Linked DNA regions of Mus musculus: regions 1 and 2 are each linked to region 3. A link is a contact called in public Hi-C and HiChIP or PLAC-seq data. All regions are on one chromosome and are shown on one strand. Each heading gives the region's core, a stretch centred on a gene start, on an enhancer-like site or on the middle of the called end of the contact. The rest is flanking DNA. Distances are from core to core; before and after follow the strand shown.

Region 1 (4,663 bases), core at 1,787-4,286, 250 kb before region 3:
GACCCACATGGCAGCTCACCACCACCTATAACTCCAGCCACAGGGGATCTGATGCCCACCCTCTTCTAACCAGGAACACATTCCATGCAGAGACATATATGGGAGCAAAACATTCACACATATAAAATTAATAAATCTAAAAAAGAGATGCTGGCCCAAGGTGAGCCAGCTAACACCTTGCTCCGGTCAAAGTTTGTAAGGAATTGTTAGACCCTTGGAGCTAGAAGGCACCTCAGCCACCAGGTGCCACACCCCATTCTGTTCAGATCTAGGGAAACTGAGATCTAGAGAAAACAAGCAGCCCCTAGGTGACACAGGCTCAATTGCTCTCAGGCCCCTTCCGTACTAAATGTGCAGAAACCACCCTGCTACCAGCATCTCCAGCACTGGGTTGGAACAAGTCCTTGCTTGCCAGAGGCTTTGAAATCTCAGGATGAAAGATGCCGGGGCAGCAAACCTGCACCCTGGGTAAGAGCACGCCTGACCTTTGCCAGGACTTGCAGGCTGGTATTCACCTGCTCACCTGCTAAGGGAGGGTGGAAGGTGGCCAGCCAAGCCTTAGCACCCTAACAGGCCTGGGAGCTTAGGGCCCTGTGGGAGGGGTGTTCTCACAGCTGACACTTCCACAGGGAGGGAGGGCTCTGGAATCTTAATCATGTACCTGCTGGGTGGGGTGAGGGGACTGAATGGGTGGCTGGAGGTGGCAAAGTCACAACCCCATTTCCCTCCAACAAATTCTTAAGGAAATTAGTTCGTTCTCTCTCTCTCTCTCTCTCTTTCTCTCTCTCTCTCTCTCTCTCTGTTGGACTACCTTCTTGTAGCACCCACCCTTACACTCAGGAGCCTCCCTGGCGAGCCTGCCCTGGGATCTAGGGCATCTGAAGAGGGATTATTAATAGCACTTTCAAGTGTTTGGAGGAAAGGTAAGCAGGTTGAGTGGGCACAACCCTATTCTCCCCAGCCTGTATCCACAAAACAAACTCAGCCCTCTCCGGAAGGGGCCACTCCACCGTCCCCTGGCTTCGGTCCCCTGGCTTCGGCTCCACTCAGGGAGTTGGCCAGGAGGTCAGGGGTGGGTTCTCAGCCTAAGACTTGGGAAGGTGGGAGATCTGGGTGTGGGGAAAAGAAAAAAAAAAAAAAAAAACCACTGAAGTAGGGCACACCCCACCCATGCTTGCTGAGAGCCTGAGAGGAGGCTCTGAATGGAGAGACTGTTACAGAACCCCAGGAGGTTGCCACCAACAGGGAAGGGACAGGAAGACTCCGCCCTGCCCTTCCTGAGCCCAGGCCTTGTCCTACAAGGAGGCCTTCCAGGACTTAACCCCTAGCTGTTCAGAGGTGAGAAATGGTCTATATCACCCATCCTGTCCCCAACTCCAGGCCTGGCCAAGTGACTGGATAGTCCTTCTTTGGCACCTTCTTTGTGCCCGGCCACAGTGAAGCCCTGGAAGTGGGGACACCTGCCTTATTCTAGGGTCCCTGCTATCAAGGGGAAATATAGCCAAGCACCCAACAGGACATCAAGATAATGTAGGGACACCACACTCAATGAACAGGGAGACAAATGAAACCAAAGGAACTGTCTCCTCTTCCTGTGCTCTGATAAACCCAGCTGGTTGGCACGCCAGGTCTCAGGGCCTCCTGTACTAAGCAAAGCTCACTAAGCTCTCAGCAGCCATCCCAAGAAGTCAACACCCGCCCCTTAGGAAGGCAACACCGAAGCTCTTGGACATTGTGACTGGCTCAAGCAGGGCAGTGGTGCCCCAGGCCTTTAATCCCAGCACTTGGAAGGCAGAGGCAAGTGGCTCTCTACGAATTCGAAGCCAGCCAGGTCTACAGCCACAACTACATGGTGAGACCCTGGCTGGGAAAACCAAAACAAAAGAGACTGGCTCAGGATCACACACTTGGGAGAGAAGCTGAAATTACATTCAGGACCGCCAGGCCTGACTTGCCTGTGGTCAGCCAAGCTTTGTTTTGGGATAGCCTGAGATTCTCACCCCATCTCCCACTCCCTACAATGAGCCCAGGATCCTGCACTCCACAGACTTGGGAGCAACTCCCTCTAGAGAAGTGTCCACCGCGCAGTGACAGGCTGAGAGCAAGGCTGGCAGAAGGAAGGTACTGAGAGGTACTGAGAGACTGAACTCTGGCTCTGAGAGAACCAGCTCTGGCCATAAACAGACCCCCTAGGCTGTAGTGCCAGCACTCTGCTGAGGTAAAGCCCAAAGACAGGGACCCGCCCCTTCAAGGGCACCCCATCTCTCCTTAGCCCCACTCTCCACATTCGGTCCCCGGCTCTCTAAGGGCCCATCCCCCTGTAAGCTTCAGCCACGTGTACCCGGACTGAGGCCAGGGCGAGGAGGAACAAGGCAGCTGAGGGGGGAGTCTGGAAGGTCTGACTCTGTGGGGCAGAGTCCAGAGTAGAGGTTAGGCTTGGAACGTTGTTGGGAAAGATGGGGGGCGCGACCCCTCCGCCACGCCTGTAAGTGCATGGTTCTGGCCAGGCTGGGCTCCAAGGGGAGCAGTGGGATCCAGTAGAGAAATGGGATCCCAGGCTCCTCAAAGGGTGAAAGGAGCATACAGAAGGGCCTGGAAGGGCCGTCCAGACCGAGAGAGAACAAGTTCGGAGGAAGAGTAAGGGTCTGGCCGGCTCTCGTCCCGACCTGGGCCTTGACTCTCGAGTACCGCTCCCCATGAGATCGGAGGCGTGGCCCGGGGTGCCCGGGGAGCCCCAGGCCGGCCGGGCGCTGAGCGGTGCTCACCTGCGATGTGCTGGCGCCGTGCGTCATCCAGGTGTGTGGACAGTACGTCTCCCATGGCGAGGAGAAGACGCGGCCGGATCCGCCCGCCGCTACTCAGACTGACGCCGCTGGCGCCATGGAGTCCGCAGGCCCCGCTGCCGCCGTCGCCCCGCAGCCCCGCTGCCGCCTCGGCTGCTCTCTCTGCGCTCCCACCGAGATCCCCACCGCGTCCCTCCCTCCGGCCGCTGCTGCCTCTCTAGCCCGCGCCCAAGCCCCGGCGCCCGCCCCGCCCCGCCCCGCCAGGCCAGGCCAGGCCACGCCCCTGTCGGAGCCACGCCCTCCTCTCCAGTCCAAGGCGGGAGGGGACCTCCAGACAGCGAGGAGACTTAGACAAAGAGAAGATCCCCAGAAAGGAGACCCGGGACGGACCTGCTTGGTGTGCTTCAAATTCAGATAGCAGCGAAGAAAAGGCTGATGGGGGTATCGCAGAAAACGGAGAGCCCTTGGGGCTGTAGCCTAAGCGTCTCCTCTCCCCTCCTCAAGCCGAGGACAATGTAGGGACTACAAGGGGACGCCGGGACGGACGTGTGGGAATTCAGCATTCCTCCTGCCCCCTTCCCCCAGTCTCGCCCACAGCTGCTTGCACTGGGGAAGTCCCCTAGCCTTGATCGGACCTGTCCTAGAAGGTGTGCCAACCCGTCTTGCACAATAGATAGGGGTAGACGGGGAGGGAAAATGGACAAGTATGGGGTGGAAGACTGAGGGACAAGGGAGGGGAAGAGATGGGGCGGGGGGTGCGGGGGGACATGGTTAGAGCTCAAAGATATCATCAAGAGGTCATTCCTCAGGCCCGGCTCGTGGGCGTTTCATTCGAAGGAGGCTTGCTGAACAGAGCAAAGCAGGAAGGCTATTTTTGCACTTTGTTAGACTGTCTGAAATGAAAAGCCGGGACCTCGGACTCTGGGTACTTGTACAGTAGGGCTGGGCATGGGTAGGTAACTAACAGAAGGTGTTTCGGTTTCTGGACCTCCCAAGCCGGTAGAGGAGACTAATTTGATGACTTGGTCTGCACTGCCTGTGTGACCAGGGCTGGCTGTGTTGCTGCTCCCTCACACCTCTTGGCTCACCACTATAATGCGCTCCACCAGTTATTAGCTGCTCTCCCTGTAACCCTGACACCTGGCAGCAGGATTGTAACAGTTACCTATAACTAGGCACCTGTCTTGTAGGCCTGTCACCACCACACCAGGTGATGCAGACTCTCTGTCATGCTTTCCATCAGCAGTCAGCCACTGTGGTGAACACTCATTTGCTAAGCCTCCTGCAAGATGCTGTGCTTAAGTGTAGGGGTGCATGCAGTAGGGAGGACAGATCTGAGGCTGTGGGGCTGGCGAGACGGCTTAGCTTAGCGGTAAGAGCTCTTACTACTCTTGCAAGAGCACTCCGGTCCTTTCCTGGCACCCACATCAGGCAGTTCACAAATGCCTATAACTACATTTCCCGGGTATCTGACTACTACTTCTGCCTCTACAAGCTACTATACTCACCTGGGGTGAATAAATTCATGCAGGAAAACACATGTACATATAAACAAATAAATGATAAGATGTTGAGGTCAGCCTAAACAAGCTGCAAAGCAAGTTTGAGGCCAGTCTAAGACACATAGGAAGACCCTCTTTCAAAAGTTCAATGGCTAAACTGGACAACTAGTGGTGCTCTCGTCTTTAACCCAGCACTCAGGAGGCAGAGGTAGGTGGAGCTCTTGAGTTCGAGGCCAGCCTGATCTACAGAGGGAGTTCTAGGACAGCCAGGGCTACAGAGAGAGACCCTGTCTAGAAAACATGCACACAAACATATACAGGTTTGTGTGCACACACACACATACACATGCACACACACAAGCTACCTATCCTCTATGA
Region 2 (4,499 bases), core at 1,067-3,566, 130 kb after region 3:
TACCCTTCCTGGTTCATGTGTGGTGACTGCCGAGAGGACTGGACGGCAGCTGCTGATTCCTATTTGGTGTTTGCTACTGGACTGAACTGCCGATTCCCTGACAACAAAGATTAGACTCTCCCTCAAAGAACTATTTCTAAACAGGTCCACACCCCCCATGTCCTGATAACCTTTATTTTCTACTACTTCAGGTGGGTGGTGGACTAGAGCGGAGGTTGAATGCTTATTAGAAATAGGTTTTGAGAAGAATCTAAGTCTACAGATGGTTGTGTGGTATTTATTCCTCATCAGGATTTCTGTTGGATGGTTCAGTGGATAAGAATGATTGCTGTGTGTTGTGTCCGGCCAGCAGACCACAACCTGGGTTCTAGCCTGGAAAGGCATTTTGGAAACCTGGAAGAGAAGAGGGGCTAGGTGGCGAGAGAAAAGAATGTAGCCAAGACAGTTACTCTGATCAAGGCTCAAATTTTATTGTTGCGACACTAGTTATGAAGGAAGGGGGAGGGGACCCGATTCCCGCCGAATAATCTCTGGTCCAGTAGAAAGGTGCACGTGTGTGGCTCCGCAGGTTCCAGCAGTGGGCGTGGCAGAACGAATGAGCAGGAAGCTCCACCCCTGAGCAAGCAGGTTTCAGGCTAGGAGAGGGGAGACTACAGCTGTGCATGCAAAGGATGCTGGGTTCAGATTCCAGCGTCCACAGAAAAAGCCAGGTACGGCTGCACACGCTTGCACAGTGCTGTGGGGGGTTGGGGGACAGATGGAGAAAGGCGATGGGTGAGGCTTGCTGGACACGGCAGCCTGGTTCCAGGTTCAGTGAGAGATCCTGCCTGAAGGGAATAAGGTGGAGAGTGATGGAGTTGGACACATGAGTGTGGGCATACACCAACCCACAGTAAGTGTGTCTATACTCTCTTACACACACAGCACATACATGTACGTACACACACACACACACACACACACACACACACACACCTAACGAGAGATTTTGATGTGCATTTCTCTGATCATTTAAGATGTACTCTTTCCAGGCATACATCAATAACATCTTAGAAGCATCAACCCAAGCCTATTGCCCATTTTTGGGAAGGGGGCAGTTCTTATTGAATTTAAATTTACATGGAATGTAACTTGCTTATCAATACATCATCTGACACATCTTTTTCAAATATTTTCTCCCTGTCTGTGACTTTACTGCACTTTACTTTATTTTGTATTTCTTTTCCAGACAGGGTCTGATGTAGCCCAGGCTGGCCTCAAACTCTCTCTGTAGCCAAAGATCTCCCAGTTTCTACCTCCCAGCAGGTGCCACCATGCCAGGCTGCCTTTTTTGGTTGGTTTGCTTTGTTTTGGTGAGACGTGCTTTTCTCTATGCCTGTGGCCAGCCTGGCCTTGAGTGCCTGTTGACCTCCTTGCCCCCTCCTGAGTGCTGACATGACAAGTGTGTGCTGCCAATACAGCAAGACTTTCTTTCCTTTATCTGTACATCTGGGGAACTTGGCCAGCTTTGCACAGCAGAACCTGCGCATTCTTTTCAACCTTAACATGGTATTCTATAGTACATGTGCATGAAAATACACTTAAGGCATCTCACATTGCGTCTTACATCTACCTGCCTCTGCTTCCCAAACAGTGAGACTAAAGGTGTGCACCACCAAACCCGGTTCTCTCTTAGATTTGTACTGTACACACACACACACACACACACACACACACACACACACATAGGTCTTGCTACATAGCCCAAGTTGACCCTGAACTCCAGGGCTGAAACTATCCTCCTGCTTTGGCCCCCTGAGAGATTGATTCTATTTTACTGCTGCACAACACATCTCAAAGCTTAGCCGCTGAGGGGCCGAGGAGCTGGGTTATTGTTTAAAGCGCTTGCTGTGCAAGCCTGAAGACCAGAGTTCAAATCCCCAGAGCCCACGTTAAATGCTGAGTGAGCGTAGCAGCACACCAGTGACTTCAGCCTTGGAAGGCAGAGACAGGGGTTCTCCAAAGCAAGCTGGCTAGTGAAGACAGCCTAGAGCCAGCTCTGGGTTTGATGGAGTGACCCTGTCTTAGTGAATGGCATGGGAGATCAACCTCAAGCCTCCACATGCATGGCTATATGTGTGCCTACATACATGCAGTGTGCCTATTAACACATGCACACCAGCACACACACATAAAATGAGAAAGAAAACTTAGCTGCTTAGAGCTACAGGTATTTGTTGTTTCTGTTTCTTGGGAGTGGGGGAGGGGGAGATGTGGGAGAGCTTTGAGCGTGGTCTGTGGTCTGACCTGGGTGTTTCATGCTGCAGTGGCTGCTCTGAGTCTTCTGAAGGGGTGGGAACCACTGGGGGACACGGTGGAACCTTGGGCTCTTACTTGCTATCTCTGTCATTGTGACATGACTTTTGCTTCCCCCAGCACGGGCTCTAAGGGAGCCTGACCAGAAGTGACCTGCCTGTCCCCACAGGCTCCACCCAGCTCGGTTGCACTGCACAGACTTGCTAAGCCACGGGGCTGGAAGTCTTGGGTCATCTGGGATACTAGAATCAGGCTCAATCAGGCTCCCTTGGCTAATGGCTGACACACCTGGAAAAGCATCCCTAAGCCAGCCATGTGACTATTCCCGTTTCTCTCCTTGCACACCTATAGATAGTAGGTGTTCTGTTGGACAAACTGCCCCTGGCAGAGCAGACACACTAGCCCACCGCCCTCTCACCTTTTCAGTAACGCCCACAGGACCATTGTGCCCACTTGGCGGGCAGAGGGTGGCAACCTCAGGAGCCGCCTCCCAGAGTCGCCACCACCACCACCACCACCACCACCACCACCACCACCACCACCACCACCACCACCTTTGGTATTCTGAGCATCCTGGGGGATAATGTGGACGGCTAGTTTGTTGTTGTTTGAAACAGGGTCTCACTATGTAATCCTGGCTGGCCCGGAAATCACAGGGGTTCACCTCCCTTTGTTTCCTGAGTTCTGGGGTTTAAAGCTTGAGCCGCCATGATAGATAAGGTATGAACTGTCTACACCAGCTTCCTTAATGAGACAGAGACCCACAAAGCCGAGCATGGAGAGTCTGCCGACTGCAGGGATACCTCACAACTGGTCTGCCTTAGGTATATGAAGTGGGTGAGCATGCGCACGCACGTGCGCGCGCACGTTTCATTCTTCTCCAGCTGCTCAGCGGAGGAAACCAAGGCATCGAGGCAGGAGGTGCAGAGCCCCACAGACGTCACAGGACATCGTGGGGCTGGGGCTGTAGGCAGGCTGGAGCTTGCTGGGGTTTTGTGACAGGGAAGGAGGAGAGAGGAAGGAAAGAGGGGGTGGGGCGTCACAGAAGAGATCAGTTCCCCGGTGTCCCGTTATCACAAATTCATCTCTGAGGCAGCACTACAAACAGGATGTGGGTTTATTTTGAGGGCCTGTTGCCCCAAATTGATAAATGCCATTTAACACGTAGACACCATGGGAGAGGCAGTGGGACTTACTGGGTAGTTTAGCCGGGCTCCTAGCTCTGTGACTGGAGAAGTATGGATTGACAGCTCTGGACTCTGAATAAAGGTCATTAGGACTGGCGAGAACGGTGGCAAGAGCCTTTGCACATTGGAGGAGCTCATAGCTCGTCTCTGTGCAGGAGCCCCGCCATCTTCATCCTGCTCCTGTAGCGTTTAATATCTATCCACCCCTCCCCCGGCAGTCCAAAAAGAGAGATCCTGATATGTTCACAGTTTCCCTCAGGCCCTCGTATCCCCAGCATGTCCCCCCATGCTGGTGACCCAACTTTTAGCGCAGAAGAACCTTGTGACACAGGTTGGCTGAGTCCCTGCCAGGTTGCTTGCATGCATGGAGAAGCAAGGGCTCTGCCCTGTCTCCACCCCAGGGTCACCTTCCAGGGATTGTCCTGGCCCTGTGGCTATTAGCCACTTGGATGTGGGAGTCACAGCCCAAGCTCTCTGTGTGACATCCACAGAAGATTACTGGAGCCCACTGGAGCCCACTGAGCCTTAAGGCCAAGGGATGGGATATGGCTTCTTTCAAGCCAGTCAAAGCAGCAGCCTGCTGCTCAGGAGTCAGACCACCCCTGGGGTCTGAGGACTGTCTATCACTTGCTGGCTGGGTGAGATTCAGGAAGTTAACATCTCTGAGCCCATTTCCCCAAACCAAGAGCTAAACTCATGATAAGGAAGGACTGCTTAGAAACCGAATGGCACCTTTAATCCCAGCACTCGGGAGGTAGAGGCCCAAGAACCTCTGAGAGTTGGAAGCCAGCCTGGGCTACAAAGTGAGTTCCAGGACAGCTGGGATGTTACACAGAGAAACCCTGTCTTAAAAAGAAAAAAAGCTAAATATCAACAAAAGAACTCCATTTATACTCCAGTTCTTGTTGTTTGTTTGTTTGTTTGTTTTATTTGTTTTTGACAGGGTCTCACGTAGCCCAGGTTGACATGGAAATAGGTATATAATGGAGGTGGCTGCTCTTGAATTCCTGAATTTTG
Region 3 (4,600 bases), core at 200-2,699:
TGCTGTCTCTGAACTTCAAGTTGCAAGGTACCCAGCTTAAGGTGTCAGGACACTCATTAGCACCATGGATCTTGTTCCTGTCCCTGATTGGGCCTGGCAGAGGATAGCACTGGCCTGGGACTCTCATTCCACCCTGCCTGCCATCTGGGGAGGGAATTGGGCTTGGGGGAGGGACACAGACTAGCTCCAGACTCTGGCTGGGGTCAAGCTCAAGCCTGGCACCCCCAAACACACAAGAACCTTGAGACCCATGGCCTGAGCTGCAGCCTCTAAGCCTACAGAGTGTGCAGGAGGAGGCATGGGGCTGCCAAGTCCTTCGGCAGCTGCCCAGGGGGGGAGGAGTGTCCCAGGGCCTGGACAGCCACCAGCATGTCCTAGGAGATCACTCCCCTCTACATGCCCCACCCCTCCTGGTAACCTGAGTCCCTCTGTCCCACAGACACCTGCTTCTTTGGTCTAAAATAACTTGGGTCGTGAGGAGGCCTCCGGAAAGCCAGGGGTCCCAGACAAGAGTAAGGTTACAGGACTACGCAGCCAGGCCTTATAAGGTTCCCTGGGTCAGGGCCCCAGTGCTCCTAATATGACTGTCTTCTAGGTGGCTCAAGGAGCAGAGGCCCCAGGGGACACACTTCCCCAATCTCTATGCCTGTTTGTCCCAGGTGCTTGCTCAGCAAAAGCCCTCATAGAGGCTAGCTATCAGACAGGGTTCAAGTCAAACCCTATCACTCAGCTGTGTGACCTTGGGCAGCTGATGTCCCCTCTCTGGCCAGCCTTGCTGATGCTGAAGCATCCTGGGTAAGCTGAGTGGACCTGTGAGTCAGGCAGGAGGGTTCCTGCGGAGCCCCTGATTGGGCAGGAGGTGCTGGCAGAGCTCCAACATCCAGGAGCCCCAGATCCTCACAACACTTGGTGGCATTACAATTCTTGTGAACACACAGGCTGACCCTATCCAGGTCCTCTGGGACAAGGAGATAGGCCTCTGTCCTTCCCTTGTCCCTTAGGGCCTCAGCACAGAATTGCCAAGGGCATGGGTGGAACTGAAGCCCCAGGAATACCAGCTGGGACAAAGAGGGTCTGGGAAGCTGAGAGTACCAGGACACACACACACACACACACACTTGAGCACACATGCACACACATTGCCACAGGGTACATGCACCCAGAGCTGATAGCTGATAGGATACACATGCAAACACACACAGCTCATAACCATGGATACAAACATTCAAGACACACAGAACCCAAGGGTAGCCTGATACCAGCAACCCCACCTTCCCACAGGTGATGTCTCCCCACACCTCTTAGAGGCTTCCACGCGGGCAGACAATGGAGCAGACACACACTGACCTGGGGGAGGGTGTGGTGGGCGCTGGGGCCAGTGAGTGCCCTGCCTGTCCTCTCAGCCGCCTGCAAAGGCGACTATTTATAAGGCTGTCAGCGCGCACGCATGGCATGCTGGGAGCCAGCACTCTGGCGAGATGGCAGAGAGAAGGGAGGAGGGAGGGAGCCGGGGGAAGGAGGAGGAGAGAGAAGAAAGCAGGAACTCTCATGGAAAGCTTAGGAGTGAGCGTCCCCACCAGGCACTCCCTGGGACTAAACCTGCACACAGTGTGTCTGCCACCACTCTATGCCCGCACGACTCTCCACAGACAAGGGTTCTTTAGCTGGGTCAGCTGATGCTCAGACAAGTTGGTGTGTTTAATCTCAGCGTTTAATCAAGGAGACCAGACCAGGGAAGTAAGGAGGGAGGGGGACCAGGGTGTAAACTTTGTTGTTCCAGGGTCACCATCCTCAGGCTCTGAGACCCCCTACCCTGAGACATCTCCCCTATTGGAAATGACTCTTTGAGCTCCTCCTGGATCCTGACTATCTGGTGGCTAGGTAGATGATAAGCCAGCCTTGAACTCTCCATGGTTGAACATGGAGAAAGAACACTCAGAAAGCTTTGTGTATCCAGATTGGGGTTTGCTAAGAATGAGGACTCTCATTTCTGAGTACCCGGTGGAGCACGATGATGCCAACAGCAGACTCCAGCTGTGCCCAGGGAACCCCTAAGCACAGAGCAGGACCCAGAGGCCACCTGAGACTCCCCGTGTGGAAAGCCATGTGCCTAATTAGGGAGCTCTCTACAGGAGAAGTGGTACAGGGTGCTGGTGCTCAAAGCATAGCAGGACAGAGGGATCGGCTCACATAAGGCCTCCAAAGCATGGCTCCGAACAGCAAAATAGGGTGAAACTGGAAACTTTTGTAAATGCTTGGGAGCCACAGACAACCAGTTTGGGTGGTGCCTGAACACCAGTAGCAGCCTGCATACCAAGGTCCTGCCACTGTGGGGGCAGATGGACTGGGCCATCTGTCCTGTGCTGGCCTGAAAGGCTACTCCCAATACTTAGGCTGGTGTGTGCATTGCACAACTTTCGGGGAAAGCAGATTGATTTTATCAGCTCCTACATCAGAAACCCATTCAGGAACAGGATTTACACAGGAAGGTTCTTAAGCCCAGTGGCGGGGACTGACTGGGGCCATAGCACAGAAGGGTGCATGGGAGCTGCTACTCACTCAGAGCAGCTCTGGGTGAGAAGGGAAACCTCACTTGCTGGGGTAGCAGGCACCTGTGAGAGACATGATGCACACCTGCCCAGGTCCAATCTCACCTGAATAAAAATGATTCTGAATGCAGGCTGGATAGAGGTGATGGAACTTGGTGAGAGTAGTGCCCAGTGTAGGAAGCCCTGGGCTCACGCCATGTGTACTGGATAAGGCAGCTTGAACCTATGATCCTGGTACTAGAGGGATACAGAAGGGGATCAGAAATTCCAGGTCTGGGGTTGGAGAGATGGCTCAGCGGTTGGAAAAAGAAAAAGGCTGGAGAATTAGAACTGAGGCAAGCCCTCAGCTCAAGGAGAAGAAACAGTAACAAAGCCAAGAGGGAAGGATGAGGTCAAAGGAAGAGTGAGCTGGGGCTGGAGAGATGGCTCAGTGGTTAAGAGCACTGACTGCTCTTCTGAAGGTCCCAGGTTCAAATCCCAGCAACCACATGGTGGCTCACAACCATCTGTAATGAGATCTGATGCCCTCTTTTGGGTAGTCTAAAGACAGCTACAGTGTACTTACATATAATATAGAAATCTTTAAAAAAAAAAGAAAAAAAAAGAAATTCAAGGTCATCCTAGGGGTATCAATTTCAGACCAGCCTGGTGTATATAGAGGGTTTCAGGACAGCCAGGGCTACACAGAGACGCTCTATCTGAAAAAGCTGACTTGATCTTAAAGAGGACTCTAATTCGATTCTCAGCACCCACATGGTAGCTCACAACTGTTAACTCCATTTCCAGGGGAGCTGATTTCCGACAGCACCAGGCACACACATGGCACACAGGTATCCATGCCAGCAAAACACTCATATACACAAAAATCTAAAAAAAATTAAAAGATAAAGAAGAGGCACCCTAACATGGACGTGCCTTGGCTCAGGGTGCCTCTCCTGCCGTGTCCCCCGTGGAGCTGGGCAGACCAGACGTGTTCCCCCTTCCTGTCCCCTCTCCTTCCTCTTCCTCTCCCCTTTTCCCTTTGAGACCTAATCTCACACATCTCTTTGGATCCTTCTGCCTGCTGGGTTGCTGGGATTACAGGCACACTCCACCATGCCCAGTTTTCTTGGTGCTAAGGATGGAGCCAGAAACTTCTTTCTGCGAAGTAAGCTCTATATCAACTGGGCTGTATCCACAGGCTCTCTTCTATTTTTTTTTCTCTTTCACATTCATTGTGTGTGTGGGGGCACATGAATGTGTGGGCTCACATGTGCTATAGCACACTCGTGGAGATCAAAGGACAACTTGCAAGGGCCGGTCCTCTTCTTCCACTGTGTGAATTCCAGGGATCTAATTTAGATGGTCAGCCTTGACAGGAAGCAACCAGTACCGACTGGGTCATCTCACCGGCTCTGTGCTTTAATTAAAAAGTTTTTTTTTTTGTGTAATTAGATTTACTTACTTCATGTGTATTTTGCCTGCATGTATGTATGTGTAGTGTAGTGCCCACAGAAGTCACGAGAAGGCTTTGGAGTCTCTGGAAATGGAATCTCAGGTGACTCTTAAGCACCAAGTGGCAGCCCCAGTTGTGAGCTACCGCGTGGGTATTTGGACTCGAACTCGGGTCCTCTGTAAGAACAAGTGCTTATAACCACCAATCCGTATCCCCAGCAGCCACCCTCACTCCCACCCCTCCCCTGAACGTCTTTTTCTTTTTTCTTCCTCCCCCCCACCCAAGGTGTGTCTATGTAGCCCTGGCTGTCCTGGAACTAACAAAGTTCACAAAGACCTACCTGCCTCTGCCTCCTAAATGCTGGGATTAAAGGCATGCACCACCCTGCTGGCTTTTATTTTTCATTTATGTATGTGTGTGTATCATGTGTGTGCAAGTATCTGTAAAGGCCAAAGAGGGCATCAGATGTCCTGAGGTGGGTGCTGGGAATTGAACCCAAGTCCTCTTGAAGAGCAACAAGCACTCCCTAACCACTGAGCCACCTCTCCAGCCCTCAGTTTCAGTCATTTTATAACCAGAAAATTCTAAAACACAAGCAAATAAAAGTGAAAGTAGT

Evidence for each region. A called contact is a pair of places that touch in the nucleus more often than the background predicts. HiChIP or PLAC-seq counts read pairs in DNA pulled down with a chosen protein or histone mark.
Region 1: an RNA polymerase II HiChIP or PLAC-seq map of stem cell-derived neural progenitor cells shows a contact between it and region 3, with 7 read pairs. The contact joins the promoter of Niban2 here to the promoter of Ak1 in region 3. A contact is called at or near these places in 9 of 39 promoter capture datasets (the 3T3-L1 cell line, 3T3-L1-derived adipocytes, the C10 cell line and 6 more), 3 of 484 Hi-C or Micro-C datasets (cerebellum, double positive thymocytes and regulatory T cells), 12 of 115 datasets of contacts at active chromatin or transcription factors (T-cell acute lymphoblastic leukemia, acute myeloid leukemia, embryonic stem cells and 6 more) and 2 of 9 other capture datasets (adipose tissue and liver).
Region 2: a Hi-C map of the HPC-7 cell line shows a contact between it and region 3, with 1.8 times the contacts expected there. The contact joins the enhancer-like site here to the promoter of Ak1 in region 3. A contact is called at or near these places in 3 of 39 promoter capture datasets (the C10 cell line, embryonic stem cells and stem cell-derived epiblast-like cells), 2 of 484 Hi-C or Micro-C datasets (the HPC-7 cell line and liver), 4 of 115 datasets of contacts at active chromatin or transcription factors (embryonic stem cells, pancreatic cancer cells and stem cell-derived neural progenitor cells) and 3 of 9 other capture datasets (adipose tissue, liver and pancreatic islet).

Annotation. Positions count from the first base shown.
Region 1 is chr2:32,874,507-32,879,169 of GRCm38.p6, reverse strand. Niban2 (niban apoptosis regulator 2) reads right to left here and starts at 3,036. Exons shown (of 14, transcript NM_146119.2): 1 at 2,766-3,036. The coding sequence starts at 2,820. It overlaps Gm13523 (a long non-coding RNA gene), which reads left to right. Exons shown (of 3, transcript XR_003954026.1): 2 at 822-923.
Region 2 is chr2:32,494,273-32,498,771 of GRCm38.p6, reverse strand. No RefSeq gene overlaps it. Among named protein-coding and RNA genes, the nearest start is that of Fam102a, 39 kb to the left of the region's middle. Within about 2 kb of position 2,316, at least 105 of the 459 cell types and tissues checked have an H3K27ac peak or open chromatin away from gene starts, as enhancers often do. A contact at or near this core is called in the HPC-7 cell line and adipose tissue, where this site is marked.
Region 3 is chr2:32,622,286-32,626,885 of GRCm38.p6, reverse strand. Ak1 (adenylate kinase 1) reads right to left here and starts at 1,449. Exons shown (of 7, transcript NM_001198791.1): 1 at 1,348-1,449.